Linked DNA regions of Mus musculus: all the other regions are linked to region 1. Evidence: chromatin contacts called from public Hi-C and HiChIP or PLAC-seq data. All regions are on one chromosome and are shown on one strand. The core of a region is the stretch at or near the end of the contact, and the rest is flanking DNA. Distances in the headings are between cores, read along the strand shown.

Evidence for each region. Hi-C and Micro-C count contacts between places; a contact is called where the count stands out from the background. HiChIP or PLAC-seq counts read pairs in DNA pulled down with a chosen protein or histone mark.
Region 2: a Hi-C map of the G1E-ER4 cell line shows a contact between it and region 1, with 2.3 times the contacts expected there. The contact joins the enhancer-like site here to the promoter of Kbtbd2 in region 1. A contact is called at or near these places in 2 of 39 promoter capture datasets (the C10 cell line and pre-B cells), 1 of 15 datasets of contacts at CTCF or cohesin (CD8 T cells), 8 of 484 Hi-C or Micro-C datasets (B cells, the G1E-ER4 cell line, the HPC-5 cell line and 4 more), 8 of 115 datasets of contacts at active chromatin or transcription factors (the SCID.adh cell line, bone marrow-derived macrophages, embryonic stem cells and 2 more) and 4 of 9 other capture datasets (adipose tissue, liver, macrophages and 1 more).
Region 3: an H3K4me3 HiChIP or PLAC-seq map of bone marrow-derived macrophages shows a contact between it and region 1, with 3 times the contacts expected there. The contact joins the enhancer-like site here to the promoter of Kbtbd2 in region 1. A contact is called at or near these places in 2 of 39 promoter capture datasets (the C10 cell line and pre-B cells), 46 of 484 Hi-C or Micro-C datasets (the 3T3-L1 cell line, 3T3-L1-derived adipocytes, B cells and 35 more), 7 of 115 datasets of contacts at active chromatin or transcription factors (the 230-238 cell line, CD8 T cells, the SCID.adh cell line and 2 more) and 3 of 9 other capture datasets (adipose tissue, liver and pancreatic islet).

What each region holds. Positions count from the first base shown.
Region 1 is chr6:56,795,671-56,800,511 of GRCm38.p6, forward strand. It overlaps Kbtbd2 (kelch repeat and BTB (POZ) domain containing 2), which reads right to left and starts at 2,143. Exons shown (of 4, transcript NM_001362210.1): 1 at 1,789-2,143. It overlaps Gm10209 (oleosin-B6), which reads left to right. Exons shown (of 2, transcript XM_030255710.1): 2 at 1,577-2,756. The coding sequence ends at 2,374.
Region 2 is chr6:56,877,397-56,882,237 of GRCm38.p6, forward strand. Fkbp9 (FK506 binding protein 9) reads left to right here. Exons shown (of 10, transcript NM_012056.2): 10 at 638-1,964. The coding sequence ends at 814. Among named protein-coding and RNA genes, the nearest start is that of Nt5c3, 44 kb to the right of the region's middle. Within about 2 kb of position 2,250, at least 41 of the 459 cell types and tissues checked have an H3K27ac peak or open chromatin away from gene starts, as enhancers often do. A contact at or near this core is called in the G1E-ER4 cell line, the SCID.adh cell line, memory CD8 T cells and 2 more, where this site is marked.
Region 3 is chr6:56,730,675-56,735,515 of GRCm38.p6, forward strand. It overlaps Avl9 (AVL9 cell migration associated), which reads left to right. Exons shown (of 16, transcript NM_030235.1): 8 at 1-6; 9 at 4,689-4,758. Among named protein-coding and RNA genes, the nearest start is that of Avl9, 18 kb to the left of the region's middle. Within about 2 kb of position 2,382, at least 21 of the 459 cell types and tissues checked have an H3K27ac peak or open chromatin away from gene starts, as enhancers often do. A contact at or near this core is called in Th1 cells, bone marrow-derived macrophages and embryonic fibroblasts, where this site is marked.

The DNA.
Region 1 (4,841 bases), core at 893-3,392:
GCATCAAGAATACCCTTCATACACCTAAGTGCTTGAACCAGCCTGCCAATCAACGCTCCAAGTTACATAAGTATCTGTTTTATTCAAACTCTGCAATACAGGGCAAGACCTATGTATAACAAGACACATTTCAGGACAGCAAAACCCACCATTTTCTCAGCCCCAACTGTCTTAGGAATGCTGCAGGGAAGGGGTGGGTGGGTGGTTGTCAACTATTTTCTAAATAGCATGCAAATCTATGGAAAACCAGGTATCTTTTGGCTTTCAAGACTGCAGTCAATAGGGCACGGCATGCTAGTAGTAGTTTGCAAACCCCAGGCTGAAGCAGGACTTTAAGGCAAGCCTGCGTTACACTATTAACACAGTCTACCTCAAGAGACAAATCAGGTTTCTAGGAACTTAAACATCTAAATCACTCAAGGCATAGAAACTTAAGAAATGCTAACTATTTCTGCTATCTAATAAAGAAAACTCTACTGTGGCCTCACTAATAACTACTACGACTCCTATTATTTCTGTCACCTCCTTACAGTATTTGTAAAGTTAGCATATTTTACAGCACTGTACTTATGGAAATAAAATAGAGAATAATTACAGTACTTATCTGAAGAGAGGAAATAAGTGTGGAAACACACGGATTACATACAAAGAATGCTCAACGGAAAAGCCGTAGTTGCCAAGAATTATATACCCTCTCTTAAGATTTCTGGCCCTGATCTAAAGGAACCTAGAAAAGCGTTAAACCAACAAAAGAGCAAAGCAGAAAGGCATAACCTTATCAGACAGACGAAACGAACAGCAACGTTTCACATCACAGAGGCTGGGAAAAACAACTGACTTGGCTTTTCAAATGGATCTTAGATTACAAATAAAAGCTTCATCCACAGTCTGACTAGACGAAGTCATTCTCACCTGCAAAAGATCTGGTCTATATTACTCAAATCTGGGGAAGAATTCACAACTCCAAAGAAATGAAGAAACTAAAATAAACTGTATTAACTCACAGGAAGAAAATATAATTTCAGTCAGAGCACACCGCTGATAGGGCCGTTCCTCAGTGTCTGCTCAGTGAGCCAGACTTACAGATTCATGTATAAACAACACGTGACCAGCACTGTCTTTTTTTTCCCCCCTCGTTTTCACAAAGCTGATATAGCTGTTCACAAAGCAAAGTCTTTCAAGTTTACTATCTTAATTCCTTGCTTAACTTAAAGAGAGGCCACCAAAGAAATTCTAGAGATCTACAGCCCGGAGAATACGCATCCCTTTTCCTTTAGGTAGCTATAAAAAAAAGGAATCTTAAGAGCTACTAGGCCAGGCGCTTGGCGGGGCGGGAAGTGGGGGAGAGCACACGACAGCAGCGCCCAGTCGGCCGACTTAGCGTCCAGTTCCAACCCATGATTTCCGTCTAAAGCAAACAGGTTTCAAAGTGCAGCTTCCCCTTCCCACAGCAGAGCACAAGCAGGCCGAGGACAACAGGACCCCGGCTAACCTGGCTAACTCTTGGTTACTGCCGATGTGCCAAGAAAAAGAATTATAATAATACTTTTTTTTTTTTTAAAAAAAAAAAAAAAAGGGCAAGGACGCGGTCGCCCTTCTCCGGCGGCCGCGACACGAGCCGGGCAAAACAGCTCTCCCTCAGAAAGGACGCCGCCCCGAGCCCCGCAGCTCGCGCAAGGCCGCGCCGGAAACACCGCGCGCTCGGCGGAAGCGCCCCAGTTTGAAAGCCGCCGCCGCCGCCCCGGGCCACAAAGGCCGCCCGCCAGCCTCGCGCCCGGCCGGGCTCACCTCGTCCCCGGTCGCCCAGCTCACCGCGCCGCTCCGCCGGGCTGCACTCACGCGGCCGCACGCACGGCGGGGGCGTGGCGCTGCGGGGATCCGGGCCGCTCGCTTCCGCCCCCGCTTCCGCTTCCTCGCGCCTCCTGGGCTGGGCCGTCACGGCCTGCCGCCCGCGCCAGTGCCCGCGCCCGCTCCAGCAGCGGCTCTGCGGGCTCCCGGGTGCCCGCGGCTGGACCCCGCCTTCATCTGGCTCACCGCGCCCTTTTCCTCTGCCCCACCGGAAAGCCAAAACAATCGGAGCCGCGCAGGCGCGGGAAGGAAACGGAAAGCAGGAAGGGCGGAGGCGGCGCGAGGTGACGCTGGCGTCTGGGTCCGGGCTTCCCGGGCTGCTAAGGCGCGTGCGCGTAGCAGAGCGGGGTCGCGCCGGCCACCCATCCTCAGGGATGGCCTAGAAAAATCAGTTCCCAAAGTTCTATTCAGCGGCACTTGGACTTCTGTGCAGCCGCAGTTGTTCGTGTTTGAGGTGTCCACCCGAGATACAGACATTTGCAGGCTGGGCCAGAGTGGGGGCCAGCACTGCACCCCGGGAAGCTGAAGTTAGGGGAGGAGGACATTGGACCGTTTGCTATATGGGCTGCTTTCCTTAGTTCCAGCCTCCATCGCTTTCAGAAGTTCCGCTTGCTAAGGCCTTGGAAGTATTGGCACCATCGAGATAACCCGCAGTTTGGAAGCGAATGGGTGCAGAGGACGGTCTCCACAAATGATGCCTCCAGCCAGTTTTTACTGCAATGCAGCAGACACCCTCCATGCCCCAGATTTCAAAGCAAAGCCTTGAAGTAGCAAGTGCCTGTGGTCTGCGAGACTTGTTGGCAAGCAAAAATGTTATAGATTTGCCTAAAGATACATGTAACGAAAACGAAACAAAAAACGTTCAGAATTGCCTACTTCCTAACTTCAACTGTTAGAACAAGTCCAGTTTTGAAAATAAGAATGGCCACATATAAAGCATTAGGCAAAGAGACAGACACCTCTAATCCCAGATGGCAGGAGGCTAGAGAAAGGATATCAGGAATTCCCGGCTGTCCTTCGCTAAATAGTGAGTTCAAATTTTAACAGGAGCACATGAACGACACCAGACTATTTAAAAGTGCTGGTTTGGTAGAGGGGGTTAACAGGCCCTCAGAATGCATTACAGAGCATTACAATGCAATGCATCTATCTTGCTTCCCTGTAAGGATACAAAGAAAATCTTGTCTGCTCTCAAATACAATGTATCTATCCACTCCATTTTGCTGTCTTGTAATAATACAAAGAAAATATAGTTAACCGTGCTGGTATACAATGTATCTATCCACTCTAATTTTGCTTCCCTGAAATAATACAAAGAAAATCTAGTTGACCGACGTCGTTGTGAACACCTAGCACATAGCACAAGGAACTTCTTTGTAGTTAATGGGACTGCTCTTCATCTTGACTGCGTGAATATGGAATTCCTAGGTCACGACCCAATAACGATAAAGTTTACAAAGTTTAATCTGGGCATAGTGGCATAGGCCTGTAATCTCAGTATGCCAGAGTTAGGTAGGCAGATTTCTATAAATTCAAGGACAGCCTGGTCTAAATAGCAAGTTACTTGTTATAAGCCAGCCAGTAAGTGAGTCCCTGCCAAAAAAAAAAAAAAAAAAACCAAAACAAAAGAAAAAAAAAGAAAAAAGAAAGTAGCGTTTATATAAAAGATGATGTAGTCCAAATAAGGTTTTTAGTCTATTTAATTGCTTTTGCTAATACCAGCTTCATAGTTTTGATAATATACTATAGTTATCTAAGATGGGAAGTCACTAGAGGGGTTTTCAAAGAACATTCTACTTTTGTTACTTTTTATGCTATGTGTGTGTGTGTGTGTGTGTGTGTGTGTGTGTGTGTGTGTGAGTATGTGTGTGTGCGTGTATGTGAGTGTGTGTGTCTATGTGATTCTTGAGAGGTCAGTGTTCATGCCACCACACTTGTGTGGCAGTCAGAGGACCACTTTGCAGATTTCCTTCCACCCTTGTGTGGCTTCCAGAGATGGCACTCAAGGTTGCCAGGCTTGGAGAGCAGGCTTCTTTGCCTGCTGAGCCATCATGGGCTCATATTTTTTATACTTTTTATGAATCTGTAATAAAAAAAATCTCCAAAATGTGGGGCTAGAGACATGATTCTAAAGTTAAGACCACTAAATTCCAGAGGACCTGGGTTCAATTCACAGCATCCACATTGTTGGGGGCCACAAAAGTCCTTATATTTCAAATAAGCACCAGGGAAACCAGGAATGTTAAACATACAGGGTATTTCCACAATGGAGGAAGTAAAATACTTGCATCCTATCCAAAAACCTGAGAGTGGGTGTTGTTAACATGTGGTAACCTTTTGCTCTCTGTAGAGGTAGAATTCACCTAAATCCCTCAGAATAATTATTCCAGACTCTTCACCCCTAAACCTTTTATCTTTAGCTCCTAATTAATAGACCCATCATTAGGGGAGGTAGCCTGTTGACCTCTATTCTATCTTGATCTGAGATGACACCAGGATTGTATTATACCAAAAAAACTTCTCTCCCAAATTATACTGTATTTAAATATTCTTCACGTGGTACACAGATATGCATGCAAGCAAAACATCTATGCCACAGACCGGGCTCAGTGGGCCCTCCTTAATCCGTGCAAATCAGAGTCTCGGACAGATGGGCATAGAGTCTGTGAGTGACAAACAGAAGCGACACAAGAGAGTGTGAAGACTCTGAGTGTAATTTGTCAAATCGAGCATCAAACTTTTTATACAGAAGAGTAACAAGAAACCAGGCGAACACATCCACTAAGTTACAGTGACACAATACAAAAGGAATGTATACATCAAAAGATGGCACGGACCAGGCCGTGTTTACCACTAAGAAGGGAGCCAGGTGTAATGCTAGTCTATTGTTAAGCCTACCACTAGGGGTTCTTAGTAAATGCCTGATTTATGCTGTTTCTTTGAGCCACATGAAGAAACCTGTCTTGGGGGATTCCCTCACTCTTCATGGTAAA
Region 2 (4,841 bases), core at 1,000-3,499, 82 kb after region 1:
GTAGAATGTCAATATCGCAAGAGCAGTTTTGTTTGTGCTGTATCTCATGTCTTTAGAATGATGCTCGGCACATCGTGACTGCTGGTAGGTTTTTATCATGAATGAATGAATGAATGAATGAATGAGTGTGTAGGTATAACACTGTTCTGGAGAGGTCAACCTCAGGTCAGAAGCTAAAGCTGTTCTGGTGGCTGAAGCCTATTGGATACCTTGATCCCAAGGGCTCTTGAAGTCCTCTAGTCAAGGGATTTAAAAACATTTCAATAGTATTTTGGTTTTAAAAGCATGTGTGTGGGAATATGCGCATGTACATATCAGGCCCCCCGAGGAACCCAGAAGAGAGCATCAGGTTCCCCTGGGGCTGGAGGTGCAGGTGGTTATGAACTATCCAACCTGAGTCCTGGAGCTAAGTGCTCTTAACTGCTTATCCATTTCTCCAGTCTGTAGTCCAGGGGAATTTTCATCTGCATCTAAGAAATCCAGGCCATGTTCTCAAGAACAACTTGGTTTGCAAGTGTGGACTCTTATTTTTCAGTTCCCCCACCCCCCCATTACCCGCCCTCATGCCATAGTATTTCAGGCTTGGCTCTGCGTGCCCAATTCTGCTGTTCTCACATTTGTCCTGTCCCCTTTCCAGTTCTCAGAGTACATTCATGCCCAAGTGGCAACAGGCAAAGGGAAGCTGGCTCCTGGCTTTAATGCTGAAATGATCGTGAAGAATATGTTCACCAACCAGGACCGGAATGGAGATGGGAAGGTCACGGCTGAGGAATTTAAACTGAAGGATCAGGAAGCCAAACATGATGAACTGTAAGCCTGACACAGATCAGTGTGTGCCAAGGAGTGCATGACACCAAGCGACCTGTCGTGGCGGAGCATGCTGTCAAGGTGTGAAGCTTTCTAGGAAGGTTTGAGAGTAGCCAGAATTAGGTGGGCCATGTAGTACCTGGTGCAGACAGTGGGGGGTGGCTGATGCCCACGGTGAGGACTTGGGTGGATTTCCAGTGACAGTAAAGAGAATCTGTATATAGTGCTTTGGCACAAATGCAATTGGTCTGAAGCACCAATTGCACTTGTGAGTCTTCTGGGAGGTTGTGTTAATAAAGGAAAATTATTTCATAGAAGATGTAGCTGTCATGGAGGAAACAGAAGAAGTACCCAGGTGTCTACCTAAAGAAACGATTTGGTTTAAAAGTCTTGCTAGTGTCTTCAAAAAAGTTCACCATGGGCAGAAAGATAAAGGCACACATGTTTCAGCAAGTGTCCTTGACAGCAGCCATTGCTCTTCTCAGTGTTCTGTGCAAGCTCTGGTGATACCAGGCCCCGTGCGACAGCCATCCTGTCACCTTCCCTACAAATCTCCATTTTCATGCTTTCCAGTTCACTCTCTACACTGGCAGCCCTCCAATTGGTAGTGTCTGTCACTTAAAGGTTAACAGGAGTCTCCTGGACAGGAAAAACACAGACCAAATGGAAGCTGTCTTTAGTCCATGAGTAGAGGATTTGACCTGCATTTTCTACATAGGATTGGCTTTCTCTTTCTCCACTCTATTCCTTTGGGGAGATACATGATGGCTGGGTCTCACTGGTCGGCCAACAGAAAATTCTACTGTGACTAAAGTGGATGTGTTATCCCAACAAATGAAGGTGACACTTTCTGTTCTCCCCCCCCCCATTTGTGTCTTGGAAGGCAATTTGAGGTCTCCTGCTGTAGAAAAGGCTAGCCCATTCCCACACCATGTGGTAGCTATGCTCCTACTTTATGTCCTCAGATACCAATGATGTTGGCACTCACTCTGACGTAATCAGGACATTTCCGTTTGAAATGGCGTTTTTTACAAAGTTAAACTGTTTTGTACTGATGTTGCCCTGAGATAGTTCATGCAAATGCTGTGCACTCATTCAGTGGAATATAGTTGGAAAACTGACTTCTTTTTTTCTGACATAAAATGTTGAATCATATCATCTGGCTTTATGGTATTTTATTTGAAAGTCCAAAGGATATTATGAGAATGCACTGTGTGGTTGAAGTCCCCTTGACAAAAACTTGGCAGGACAGCAGAAAACTTGTGCAGGGCAGTGGGGCATCTGGGTGGGGGTGGGAGGAAGCTGGTACTGGCAGGAAACTCACTAGATAATCTCATAGAAAGGGCTATTTACAGTTGTGGGCAGGGCCTAGGGGAGCAGAAAATGCTGAGATACTGTGAAGATAGGGTTGCTTAGTAATAGCTGGAAGCTGTTTGCCACTCCTGTGTCTCGGGTTTAAGGTGAATCAGCTGGAGCAGAGCTGCCTGAATGTGTGTGTTGAGGCAACTAGTTACACACAGAGCATGGCTGGCATTGCAGTCTAGTGAAGAATAAGAGATAGCATCTCTTCTCATCTTCCTGTCTGCTGCCTACCATTGGCTCCCAGCAGGTGAACCCCAACCTAAGCCAGACAGAAAAGACTGCAGGGACTGGGTCCCCCCAGGTTGGCCTCACAAAATATGCAATTTGTGAAGAATGAAGTTTGGGGAGACCCTGGGTCACCTAGGTGGAGGAGCATGCAGAAGGCTATGCAAGTAGTCTGCTTTGGTCTCAGGCCAGCTTGGAACAGCTGGTTCATCCAGCACATTTAATTACTGTGAACAAGTCACAGCTTTAGCTCCGTGGCCCACACTGTACAATGTGCCATGACTTGTGTTAGATGCTGCATCAGCACCCAACAGGTTTTCTTAGATTAATCTGCACCTACCAATCCACTGTCCACGTGACAGCATTGTGACTGGGGCTCTTGAAGTCCATTTTCTTTTTTCTTTTCCTTCCTTCTCTTCTCATCCTACTCTTCTTAATTTCTTTTTTTTTTCCTTTTCCATTTTTTATTAGGTATTTAGCTCATTTACATTTTCAATGCTATACCAAAAGTCCCCCATACCCACCCACCCCCACTCCCCTACCCACCCACTCCCCCTTTTTGGCCCTGGCGTTCCCCTGTACTGGGGCATATAAAGTTTGCGTGTCTAATGGGCCTCTCTTTCCAGTGATGGCCGACTAGGCCATCTTTTGATACATATGCAGCTAGAGTCAAGAGCTCCGGGGTACTGGTTAGTTCATAATGTTGTTCCACCTGTAGGGTTGCAGACCCCTTTAGTTCCTTGGGTGCTTTCTCTAGCTCCTCCACTGGGGGCCCCTGTGATCCATTCAATAGCTGACTGTGAGCATCCACTTCTGTGTTTGCTAGGCCCCGGCATAGTCTCACAAGAGACAGCTACTCTTCTTAATTTCTTAACTGATTCTTTGTTTTTGGTTTGTTTGTTTGTTTGTTTGTTAATTTTTGTTTTTATTTTCTTTTGGGGGCAGGGAGGCTGCAAGGGCAGAGGCCCATACAAAGGGACAGTGGGATTGGGGTGCATGATGTGAAACTCACAGAGTATAGAGAACATTTCGTTGTGTATACAGTGTCACATAGTATATCCCTCTGTCCATATATCTTTACTAGCAGTGTTCATTTCAATGAATCATTGGTCTGGTATGAGGTCTCTGGCTTCTGTGACACCATTAGTACTGGATCCTCACAGGGACTCCTCTTGGATATCCTGTTATTGTTCTGTGTCATGGAGATCCTGCAGTTTTGGATCTGCAGGACTCTTGTTTTTGTTTTCTGAGACAGGTGCTGTGTAGTTGTCTGGCTCTGAACTCATGATTCTCTTGTTTTGTCCTGAGTACTGGGGTTTTAGGAAAGTACCTCCGTACCTAGCCCCAACCTCTGGCTTATAAACCCCTGCAGTTTCACCTATAGGCTGATGCTGTTCTTTCCTTTGAACATAATACTCTTAAGTGTGTTCTCAGTCCTTAGATCACTAAACTTCACGTTAAATACTTTTGCTCTTTCACATGTTACTTATTACAAAAACAAAAACACCAATGGAGAGTAAGGATAAGAGATTTTTGTATCATTTAACCTTGCCTTTCTGTCCCTTCTGGTTGAACTAGAGACTGCTCTTCACAGTGAGCAGTCAGATCATACATGGTGTCTTTAGGGCACACCACTTAGTTGCCTGAAGGATCTGAAGTTTACATGTTACAGTCAGGTTCAAATAGATCACAGTAGAAACTAAACCTACAAAAGCCAAGCAGCAAAGAGATCAGGAATGGGATCTGGAGAAGGTCCCTAACTTTGCATGACTTAGTCACAGAGGAACCTACTGTGACTGGTCTGAATGTGATGTCTCCCATGGTATTGGTCCCCAGTTGGCGCTGCTGTCTTGTGGGAGGTACGGCCTTAGTGGAAGCATGGCAGTCAGAGTGGGCTTTGAGAGTTTAAAGACTCCTGCCATTGTTAGTTTGTTCTCGCTGCTTTGAGCTTGTATTTCTTCCTGCTGCCTCTGCTTCACCATCATGAACCCTAACTCCCCAGAGCTGTAAAAGCCCAAATAAATGCTCTTGTCCATCAGTGGGCTTGGCCATGGCATTTTATCACAGCAGCAGAAAAGAAACTGATACATCCTGCTATACATTGTTTCTGAAACTTTTTATAAGGAACTCTTTGTGTTCAATAAAAGAAAATGATTTTCATAGTCCTTAGTATTCTTATAGGACAAATTAAAGCCTTCCTGCAATATCTTTTTATGCTTAGACATGTATTTTGAAAGTAGGGGAGCTGGAGAGATGGCTCAGTGGTTAAGAATACTGACTGCTCTTTCGAAGATCCTGAGTTCAATTCCCAGCAACCACATGGTGGCTCACAACCATCTGCAATGGGGTCTGTTGCCCTCTTCTGGAGTGTCTGAAGACAGTGACAGTGTACTTACACATAATAAAATAAATTTAAGAAAAAAGTAGGATAAATGTAAAAATACACA
Region 3 (4,841 bases), core at 1,132-3,631, 65 kb before region 1:
AAGAAGGTGAGATACAGAAGGATAAAAGGAAGAACAGGTTTTTTATTTTTTATTGTCATTTTTACATACTATTATAATGTGGGAATTAAGGATTAACTATTAAGACATATTTTGTCTATTAAATGAAACACAAAATTATTTTTTTACTGTCATACACATACAAATCTGTGTGTTCTTTTTGGAGACAGTTTGATAGTATATTGAATTGTACTGTCACCATAAGTTTAAACTAACTTACAGAAAAGGAAATATGTTTGTTCACTGAGACTTCAGGGTTGATGGTTGACTTGGTGCTTCTAGGGTATCACAATGTTGGGTTTTCTCCTTGTCCTACAGTCCAGCTAGTTTTACTCAGAGCTGATCTCCCTTGTATACAATAAACTGCCAACAGTAATTTGGCTATTTGCTTCCTCAGACATAATACCACTTCCCATAATACTACTTTCTAAGCTATTGAATATGAATTTGTCCCATCAATTTGTTATCAAAAGTCTGCCTGTACTAATTGGCTTAAACTTGGGTTCCAGACCACTGTGTACTCCAAAGAGATGGGCTTGCCATGATCATTGTGGACCTCAGGTCTAATAGCCTATTCCAGCTTACCACTTTCTTTTATAGAAGTTTGTTGTTTTTAAGACTTATTTTATTTGTATTTATGTGTATGTGTATAGGTGTGTGCATGTGCTTACAGGTTCCTGTAGAAGCTGAAAACAGGACATCAGATACTCTAATTGTGGTTACAGGGTACCTAATGTGAGTGCTAGGAATTGAACTCAGGTCTTTTGCAAGAGCAATAGCTGTTCTTAACTGTTGACCCATAATAAGAGTTTTACTGGAAAAGAGGCATATCTACTGTTTACTTATTGTTTGTAGCTGTTTTCACTCTTTAGGAGCAGTCGCGTAGTTAATGAGAGACTATATGGCTCACAAAGCAAATGTATCTGTCCCTTTTTTAGAAAAAGTTGAAATTATGCTTTAGACTAATCAGAAGCTAGCCCTGAAATACAACCAGTTTTATATCCCATATTAACTGTATTCAGTGCACCTAAAGTAAAGGGAATATTGAGGGATCAGCCATGCACTATGTTCATTATGGCTTATTACCTTAAGCGAATTGTTCCTTTGCCCCAGTAATTCTCTCAATAGAGATTTTTTTTTTTCACAATTAATCTGGGTTGAATGCAAACTACCGGAAAGAGTCATTTAAAATGAGTTAAAAATCAGTAGCTAATTATTTTGTGTGTCCCATTTAACTCCAAACAATAAACATTCCCAAATACTTTTTATTATCAAGATGTTTCATGGCACATTAGGTTCATTTATTTTTACCTAAATAGTGTGAGTGTTTTGCCTGTATTTGTATATATGTACTACATGTGTACCTAGTGCCCCCAGAGTATCAGAAGAAGGTATCAGATCCCCTGGAACTGGAGTTATATAAGGTTGTGAACTGCTGTGTGGGTGCTGGGAACTGAACCTGATCATCTGCAAAATCAGTCAGTGTTTATCACTGAGCCATTTCTCCAGTCCTGTGTTCTATTAACTATGATCCTATTTTATAAACAAATACAGATTCACTGAAAGAAGGCCGTAGAATAAAAATGCAGTCTGTTTTCAAGTTTCCCTAGATGTTTTAACCTCCTTTTCTTTCTTTTTTCCTTTTTTTGGGGGGGGTTGGGGAGTGGGGCTAGGACAGGATCTTAAATGTGATCCAGGCTGTTTGAAAACTTATAGTCCTGTTGCCTCTAACATCTGAATCCTGGGATTAGAAGCATACATTACCACTTGTAGCTATAATAATGTCCTTGATAGCTGATTTATTTTTCTTTTAGTTCCTTATGTTAATTTTATTTGCCTAGAAATAATGTAATTATAATACACCGTGTGAAGTAGAGAATTTTTTTGTCAATGAAGTGTTAAGTATCATTGTGGGGACTTAGGAGAATGGAGTTTTACTCTAATTAGGACACTAGGGGTTGGGGAAGTGGCTCAGTCAGGAGAGTGCTTGTGATGCAGTACAAGCACCTGAGCTCAGATCCCCAGTGCCCATGTGAAAAGACAAGCTGGCATAGGAGCACGTTCTGAAAGCTCTGCACTGGAGAAATAGAGGCTGAAATCTGTCACTTGCTGGCTAGCCCATCTGGCCAGTCTGTGAGCTCCAGATTTAAATTAGAGACTTTGTCCTAAAATGTAATAAGGTGGAGAAGCAATTGGAAAAGACACCTGATGCCTCACTCCAGCTTCCACACACATTGAGATGTGTACATGAACACATAAAAATGAACACAAAATAAAGATTAAAAACCCAGGCATAGGGGCTGGCTCATAGGAAATGACTCAGCATTTAAGAGCACTAGCTATTTTTTCAGTCATAGGGTTTGATTCCCAGTACCCACATGGTAGCTCATAACCATCTATAATTCCAGTACCAGGGTGTCTGATGTTCTCTTCTGCCTTGCTGCAAGCACCCAGCAGCACACATTGTTCATGCAGACAAAACCACAGAAACTAAGATTTAATTTTTAATAATTCTGGTGCTCTATTTTAAAAAGAAAAGAACAAAAAGAAACCCAGACATAGTATCACAGGCTTGTAATCTCAGCCCTTAGAAGGCTAAAGCAGGAGAATTATGGCAGGTTCCAGAACAGCCTGGGCTGCACAGTAACTACCTGACTTTCACACTCTTAAATTTTACTTATGGTGTACTTTAGTCTGCATTTATTTCTCTGATATCTCTGGCCTATTCCATCAATCTCTCTCTTTTTTTAAGATTTTATTTCTTTTATATATGTGTAAGTACACTGTTGCTGTTTCAAACATGACAGAAGAAGGCATCGGATCTCATTACACATAGTTGTGAGCCACCATGTGTTTGCTGGGAATTGAACTCAGGACCAGTCAGTGTTCTTAACTGCTGAGCCATCTCTCCAGCCCCCATCAATCTCTTAGTAATTTATCTTGTATAAAAATTACAGATTTAAAGAATGTTGAGCTGGGTTTTCAATGTCTTTATAGAAAGATAATGAGGGTGTCTCTAATTAACTTTATAGATAAAATGATAAAATGTATAGGCAGTTCTTTTTTATCGAGGAACCAGTCAAGAATCCTATATTACGTTTCTAGTTCCTGCTAATGTCAAATTACTCTATAGCACAATGATAGTACATCTAACTCCAGGTCAAATTGTACTATCATCACTTCATACTCATTTTTTAAAGATCTATCTTATGTTTAACTGTATGTTTTTGTGTGTATCTGTGTATATGAGTGCAGCTATGCCCAAAATCCAGGAGATCTTTGGATCCTCTGGAACTGATAAGCATTTTTGGACCACCTGATGTGGGTGCTGGGACCTAACTCAGGTCTTCTGCTAAAGTAGTATACTTTCTTAACCACTTGACTATCTTCTTAGTCCTGCCGCTTTTTCCCATTTCTTCTTGAATTTCATGACATTGGGACTTTTTAATTGATCTTTATCTGTATGGGTGTATGTACACTTATACACAGGCATGTGCACCTGTGCCTGCATGCTGAGGCTAGCAGAGGGTAATGGGTATCCTCGTCTATCAATCACCCTATTCATTTTGAGTCAGGATCTCTTTTAACCTGGGACTATTCTTTCAGATATACAGGAAACCAGCAGGCCTCAGCAATCAGCTAGGCTCTGCCCACCTCAGAGCTGCTATTTACAAGCTTGTTATGTGGGGGCATTGGAACCTGCACTTCAATCCTCATGATTGGCACTTTTTTAAATTATGGAATGCTTCATGAATTTGCACATCATCTTTGCAAGGAGTCATTTCTCTGTTTAGTTCCAATTTTAGTATCTGTGGTGTTGAAGTGGGTGCGATTGGCACTTTTAAAGAGAATCTAGTCAAGTATTACAGAATTAAATATATGATTGTTTTCCTGTGGTTACTTTCATTTTAAACATATTTAGCAAGATACTAGATCAATGATGATATGACCTCAGAATGTGACACAACTGTATGGTTCTTGGTAATAAGAATTTTGATCATTTGGTTAAGTCGACAAACTACCTTAATCAATGATTTGTGGGACAATGAATCTAAATGTTGTGACTATTCAGTTGCCCAACAATCTCCCATGGTCATTTGGTGTCTGTCTGCAGTATTTTTTAAGTTACATATTTTTATTTATTAAAACCTTATTATAAAGAACTTGAAATTTTTTTTTAAAAAATCATGAAATTAACCAGACCCAAAGTCTGGTTAACTCAATGTGTGTGTGTGTGTGTGCGGGTGCGCTTTTGCATTCCCACAGTCACCAAAGCATATATATATAAAGTCAGAGGACAACTATTTATTTATTTATTTATTTATTTATTTGCTTTGCTTTGCCTTGCATCCTGATAGCAGCTTCTTCTCCTTCTCTTACTCCCAGTCTTTCCCATAGATACCAACCCTCCATGGCATATCAGATTGCAGCAGGACTAGGTGCATCTTCAACTGAGGCTATAGGAGTCAGTCTAGTTAGGGAAAAAGGATCCAAAGGCAGGCAGTAGAGTCAGAGACAGCTCTGTTCCAGTTGTTAGGGATTCCACATGAAGACTAAGCTGTACATCTGCTCATGGGCTTTTTAAAGTCTTATTCTTATGCAAAGAATCCTCCCCTTATTATTACAGCCTTGTGAATTTTGTAGTTTAATTTCATTTTCATCCATTTCAGGTTCTGTTTTACATTTCTCCAGTGAATAGATTGGTGGGTGCACTAATGACTGTGTTATCCCTTTTTCCAGGTAAGAGGATAACCATTACTACTTTTGCTTATTGTTATTGAAATTTTGACCTTTTAATAATAAAAGTATACAAAAAGTAAACT